Regions from separate parts of the Hordeum vulgare genome. Here region 1 is linked to region 2. The links are chromatin contacts, called in public Hi-C maps. All regions are on one chromosome and are shown on one strand. Each heading gives the region's core, a stretch centred on a gene start, on an enhancer-like site or on the middle of the called end of the contact. The rest is flanking DNA. Distances are from core to core; before and after follow the strand shown. Region 1 holds the start of LOC123449358 (probable beta-D-xylosidase 7). Region 2 has its middle 11 kb from the start of LOC123450713.

The links. A called contact is a pair of places that touch in the nucleus more often than the background predicts.
Region 1: a contact with region 2 is called in a Hi-C map of seedling, with 5 times the contacts expected there. The contact joins the promoter of LOC123449358 here to the enhancer-like site in region 2. A contact is called at or near these places in 4 of 6 Hi-C or Micro-C datasets (leaf and seedling).

What each region holds. Positions count from the first base shown.
Region 1 is chr4H:539,130,117-539,133,313 of MorexV3_pseudomolecules_assembly, reverse strand. It overlaps LOC123449358 (probable beta-D-xylosidase 7), which reads right to left and starts at 1,757. Exons shown (of 3, transcript XM_045126559.1): 1 at 1,312-1,757. The coding sequence starts at 1,725.
Region 2 is chr4H:539,083,992-539,087,173 of MorexV3_pseudomolecules_assembly, reverse strand. No RefSeq gene overlaps it. Among protein-coding and RNA genes, the nearest start is that of LOC123450713, 11 kb to the right of the region's middle. Within about 2 kb of position 1,318, at least 2 of the 3 cell types and tissues checked have open chromatin away from gene starts, as enhancers often do. A contact at or near this core is called in leaf and seedling, where this site is marked.

The DNA.
Region 1 (3,197 bases), core at 508-3,007, 46 kb before region 2:
GCTGTGGAGCCTTGCAGATTACGTTCCATGGTCTCTAGGCTCTGTCATGCAAAGGGAAAACTTGGTGCAGTTCTCTTCATTGCTTACTTGCTAGTTTTGCATCTGCACCACAATTTCGATCTCTTTTTTTTTGAGATGTTTGATCTTTTTTTTACCATATCACAAACGTATCACGGCCCATTTAGTTCTTATAAAACCTTACAAAACATGTACTAATAAACAACATTTGGTCGACCAAACAATTCTAGATCTAACCGCGCAATCGACAAGGCAGATTAAGTAGCAGCTGACATTATCAGCACTAATTAATATTGGAGCCGGCCGGCCCAAACCAGCAACCACCAAGGACGGTGTACAAGATATGGTGGTGGGTACACCCTAGCCAGTGTGCCAGCACAGGAACAAGCATAGGTTGTTGGTTACGCGCGAACAAAAGGCTAGCTGGCTGGACGTGTAGGCCTACATGCACGTTTGCTCGCTCGTTTACCTATCAATCGATAGGTAGCGATCCCAATGAAGCAAATTGCCGCGCACACCTGCTGTTCACCGACCTTTTTTCCTGTAGTGCAATCATGTTACTTTCATCTGCATGCACTTTCGGTTCACCGGAAATTTGAGTTGTCCATTCCTGTCCTCTTAGCACGGAAGCATAGCTAGTATGGCTTAATGGAGCCTTAAGTAGCTAACCAAGTACGTGCTTTGCAAAATCAAATATAATCACAAGCATAAGACTGCATGCATATTATATTCCTATCTTTCTTGTATGTTTTAGACTGAATTTCAGGTTTTACTTGTACCGCATTTCTGCAACGCTTGTTACCTTGTCTAACAGCTTTTCATATTACCGAATTTCGCGAAATTTTTATATTTTGTTTATTTATTTTTTATAGCGATCTATGAAGTGGGTTTGGGCCGCCAAGTACATGTGGCGCATTTCCCTACTGTTTTCTTTTGCCCATGAAACCGATGAAATTGCTTAGCAAGACCTGGTCTTTTTCCTCAAGGTGCATGCGCCGCCGAGTTAGCTAACCAAACGAGGAGCTGCGCCTCTCTCCATGTCATGGTCACCAGATCAGCATCAGAGTGTTCTTCATCGAGAGTAGGCTAGCTATGGATTGGGCGTACGCGCAGGACCACGCCGCCAAATTCCCCTTAGTTGGACGCCGGAGAGGGTCCAAAATGCTGGATTCGACCGGAGCCTGTCCCACACTCCATCCTACCTCTACCTACTCCCACCCAGACCGACCAGTAACTACGCTTTCCATGGCTGATCTTTATGTTGAGCCGATGGAGGAGGTGCATGCAGCATACCTGGCCGATGAGGTACCACAGCTGCTCGTCGAAGGCGGCGGCGGTGAGCAGCACCTGCGGGAAGCTGGTGATGGCGCGGACGGCGCCGTCGAAGTGCATGCCGTGGCCCCAGAAGGCGAGCCCGTGGAGCCCCTCCGACCACCACTTATACGGCGGCACGCCCAGCCGCGGCACCCCCGGCGCCTCGTCGCCCAGCTGCGACACCTTCTCCGCCAGCGACAGCCGCGCCACCAGGTCCGCCGCCCGCTGCGCCGGCGGCAGCGCCGTGTTGCAGAACGCGAGGCCCTGCTGCGCCGCCCCCGGGCCGCACGAGAACGGCGGGTTGCCGGCGGCGCACACTCGCACCAATGCCAGCACCGTCGCCAGCGTGATGAGGGCGACCATGTCGGCGGCGCGGTAGGGGAAGCCCGCCATTGAGAGTGCGTGTGTGTGTGTGTGTGTGTGGAGGGTGAGAGAAGCTGAGTGGCGCGGCTCTCCTTTTATAGGCGTTCTTGGCTGGTGATCTGGTTGAAACTTGAAACTAGAAAGCTGGCATTAACCTGCTTTTTCAGCGTTCGCTTGAAAGCGAGCTGGGCTCCATTCGGAGTCGGACGACACACCGGAAGGTAATAAGATTCGGCGTAAGAACGGACCACGAGCCCACGAGAGAGCTGTACAGCACATTACGTACGTGTACTTTCCGTTGCACTGCCGTTCAATGTGCATGGGTTCGACCGTGCAGCTCTCATCACGAGATTCTTGACGATGAATGCATCATTTGGGTCATGACCATCAGTGAATAAAGCCCCTGGTCGACATGCCCTAGTACTCCAGTAAACAACTTTGGGGATCAAGAGGGCGTACGGTTGACATGCACCTAGCCACCTAGCTAGGTTTAATTCTTTCTAAGCCATGCATGCATGCATGAGGCGCCGTTAGCCTACTGGCTACTGCACTTCATTTTTCATGCAACACGACAGCAGCATTGGCGGTGCTGTATCATATAGGAGTATATCCTTCGTGCTTTGCTGGTAGCCTCCCGTGCCATTAAATCCACCCTAACTACCCTTGGGCAAGAAAAACGATGCCATCGATCGGGTTTGATCGGTCGCACTGGCATGCACACAACAAAGGAAATCGGTGCCATCGATTTTGAGCGGTAGCATGCAGACAAGTGAAGAGATGCCATCACTTTTATCGTTATCGTTTTTCCAAGTGGAAGAAAGACTTGTAGGATATTGTGCCACGTTAGGAGCCGAGCTGGTTATACAGGTGGAACGAGGTCACACACCACGTGTTGTGCTTATCTGTTTGCTTTTTTTTTTCTTTCAAGAATACGCGTAGGCGTATCATAGCTTTATAGAATGCTGAATTATAAGTAAAAGAAGACTAGCACTCATTGCGAATAACGAACGTAACACAAACATCACACACATACAAGTCGAGGGACAGCCACCAACGACCATACGACACTACAAAGCACAAGCGTCTGCCCTAACAGATAATAACACCGCGTCTATACCCACGCCGGGCATCCCTAAAGACCAGCGGCTCCCATAGAACTTCGCTAGTTGACGCACCATTTGCCCTGAATGCCGAAGAGGAGGTGCTAGGTAAATGACAGGACTTGCTCCAAATTGTGAAGACACCGTCTTGAATGCACCAACACCGAAGGAGAGCGGCGAGGAACAAGGCTGTGACTCTAAACACGATGCTCCCAATAGAGGAGCGACGTTGGGAACGCCGCCATCGTGTCGATCCGACTGGATCAAGGCTTTTGCCCCGAAGATAACAACCAACTCCACACAAGCGAGGGAAATGTCGAATTCACCTCGAGGACACCTCCAAGGAGGGAGACGACACCCACGGGCGCCATCGCCGCCGGCCGGGGAAGAGCCTTGCAAGAT
Region 2 (3,182 bases), core at 69-2,568:
GCTACATACGTATATAGACATATTTTAAAATATAGGTTAACTCATTTTGCTTCGTATGTAAGTCATTTAGTGAAATCTCTTAAAAGATTTATATTTAGGAAGGGGGAGTATTAACTAAGGATTGTTTGTTTGATTATAACTAGATGGCAATGCAGCCAAAATGTTGCCTCTACGACTCTACAATCATAATGAGATAATTAAGCATTATTTATCTATCGTCATCCGTTGTCAGTTTGCTCACGTCGTGCACGTAGGTTGCATCTAAATTATGTATATATCCTACCCAAATAATATGTTTGGGTACGTGATTGATTATATATATGGAACTACTTTTTTTGTGCAAGGTGATGATATATATGGAACATGATAACAAGTGCGAATGATGTTACTGTTTTATTTAGGAAAAATGATATTGGGTTCGCTAAGGTATAAAAGTAGATTTTCATGTGCAAATATGCATGGTTTCCATGCCCAATATACACGTCGGCGACCGACATGCGAACTGCGAGCTCCTAGCTAGCGTTCACCGGTTCACGCCATGGCGTACGTCTTCACTTTCCGCTTCCAGAATTATTCTCCCTCCCTCCCTCCCTCTCTCTTAGTGACACACTACGTGTTTGGGTCCGAATTTTGCTACTTTGGCTATTTTTCAGTCAAAAGTCGAGCTGGGCTCCATCCAGAGGACATAGATAGGCATAACCCAGAGTCGGAATGGGCCACGAGAAAGCCGTATAGGTATAGCAAACTACTTGATCCCACAAAATTGCTGAACGTTAATTAGTAATTCCTTCATTCCTAAATATAATTTTTTTTAGAAATTTCTCTAGATGGCTACATACGAAACAAAATGAATGAATATATACTTTAAAGTATGTCTATATACATCTATATGTAGTACCCCTAATGAAATCTTTTAAAAAGACTTATATTTAGAAACGGAGGGAGTAGCAGATAGCTTCAGGAGAATTTAGTCGGAATGGGCTGTCACCACGTAATAAAGCCCCCGAGCCATTTTCCTAGAAGTAGTAAAGAACAAGGAGACCAGGACGGCGTACGACCGACAAGGACATGGCCCGTACCCGGTCGCGCGCACCTCCGTCCGAATCCAACGCCAGCCTTTCCTATGTACGAGCAGCCAACCGGTGAAAAGCACTGCTTCGTTCCGGTGCGACGGCGCCGGCGCAGGCTCCTTTCGACCGCCGTGCGGCGCCGCTGCCACTTCCTTTTCATGCAAGCAAGGCGACAGTGCCATGCGGACTGGATATGTGAAGGGACGCACCCGGGCGCCGACACCACGTACGTGCTATATCCATCCTTCTCCTTCGTGCTTTGCTGTTGCTGGTAGCCTCTCGTGTCACTAGATCCCCGCTAGCTCCAACCACCTCCTGGCTAGAGGATAAGCATATATGCATTTTGATCGGTGGCATACCTTTCTTTCTTCCGGGTGGAAGATAGGCTTTTATATATTTGGGATATATATAAATTCGCACGTCACATCGGCTTTTCGACGGAAATGATTCGGAGCACTGACTGACGTAACATAAAGGTCGCCCCCAGGAGTAAGGTTGCAGCATGCACACAGGCCAGCATAACTAACGAACGAAGACGGGTAGGGGGTCGTGTCACACCTCACACGTACGTATCAGCATCCATCCATCTGTCATCCACATCCAGTACACCCGTCAGGTCATGTATGATATGATCCAGCTCTACGTATAGCCTAATCTTAGGACGCGAACGAATCACTATTCTGACCTTAGATGTCGTTTTTGAAAACCCATTGACCCCGACATTTTTATATAGGACAACAACATTAAAGGTCTTCATGTTTCTATATTATTTGAAAACGTCGAGGCCTTTGGTGTTGCTGTCCTACATAGAAATGCCAGGACCGGTGACGTTTTCAGAAACGGGATTTAGCTTGACATTTCTGACTTGTCACGTACGCGTGCTCGATCTGATAGTGGACAAGAGCAGAAACGCTATATTGTTCGGCGTTTCTATGTTGGACAATAACGTCATGGGCTATGGCGTTGTCAAAAGGGTCAAATCATAAAATACTTTCATGCCGAGTTTAATTTATAAAAAAGATTGTTGAAAAGGTCAAAACAATGATTTTTGGCATATGAGAACATCTATAGTCTATATAGAAAAACAAATTGATAAACAGTTAAAAAAATAAAAATATTTTTAAAATAAACTTGACCTTCCGTTGCACTCATAAGAAAAAACTCACAAAAAGAAAAATCTTCTTCGACTTCTTTTCAAAAAAGATAACTTTTTGGTCTAAATAATGTGAATAGTGATCTATAATAGCAAATAATATTTTGTCTTTTTCGGTGTGAAGTCAACATTGGTTATTTTTGTTTTGAAAATTTATATACTAGTACATAAATAAGTCAAGTTTATTCTAAAAATGGTTCTTAACTATTTTTTTATTTAATCAATAAAAATAATAATCCCATATAGAGTGTATATACAATCAGAAATCAAAGTGTATTTCCCCTAATCTTATCACAATTTATATCACATTGCTTGATGGATTATAAAATGGTTAAAAGAATATTATAGCTGCAAAGCAACCTGTGGTTGGATGGTTAGAGGGACAGTGGTATTTCGAGTCCATCGGGTTCAAGTTTTGGTGCTTTATTTCTAAAAAAAAATAAGATTTTCGACGATACGCTTTTAATGGGATGAGATGTTTTCGCCTACAACGAGGCACATACGATAACTTTCTAAATTTCAAGATGATATGCCGGCTCAGTCTATCGAAGGTGTCCATAGAATAGATTATGCGTGTATGCGTTTATAGATATGAGTGTATGAGCGTGTATATGAGGGCTTGCCGGGGGCCCGCAGAATCAACTTGACGATGTGTCTGTATCAATAATTGACCCTCGTCTCGCTCGGTTAGTCCGTTAGGTGTCACTTACAACCGATTCATCAACTGAAACATAAAGCGGCACAGCTAGCTCGGTACTACGGCGTGCGTGCGTGCTGGTGCTTTGCTTCCGCCAAACGCATTCGGCGCTTTATGTAACTAACTAACTGGACAAGGGTGGTTACATTTGTTGGCAAAACACCAGGGCCCGCCCACTAAGGATGTCCTCTCGCACGCATGGCCTTTCATCATGCACATGCTATGCTTGAACATCTTAGGAGTTAGAGGGACGCGTTGCTGC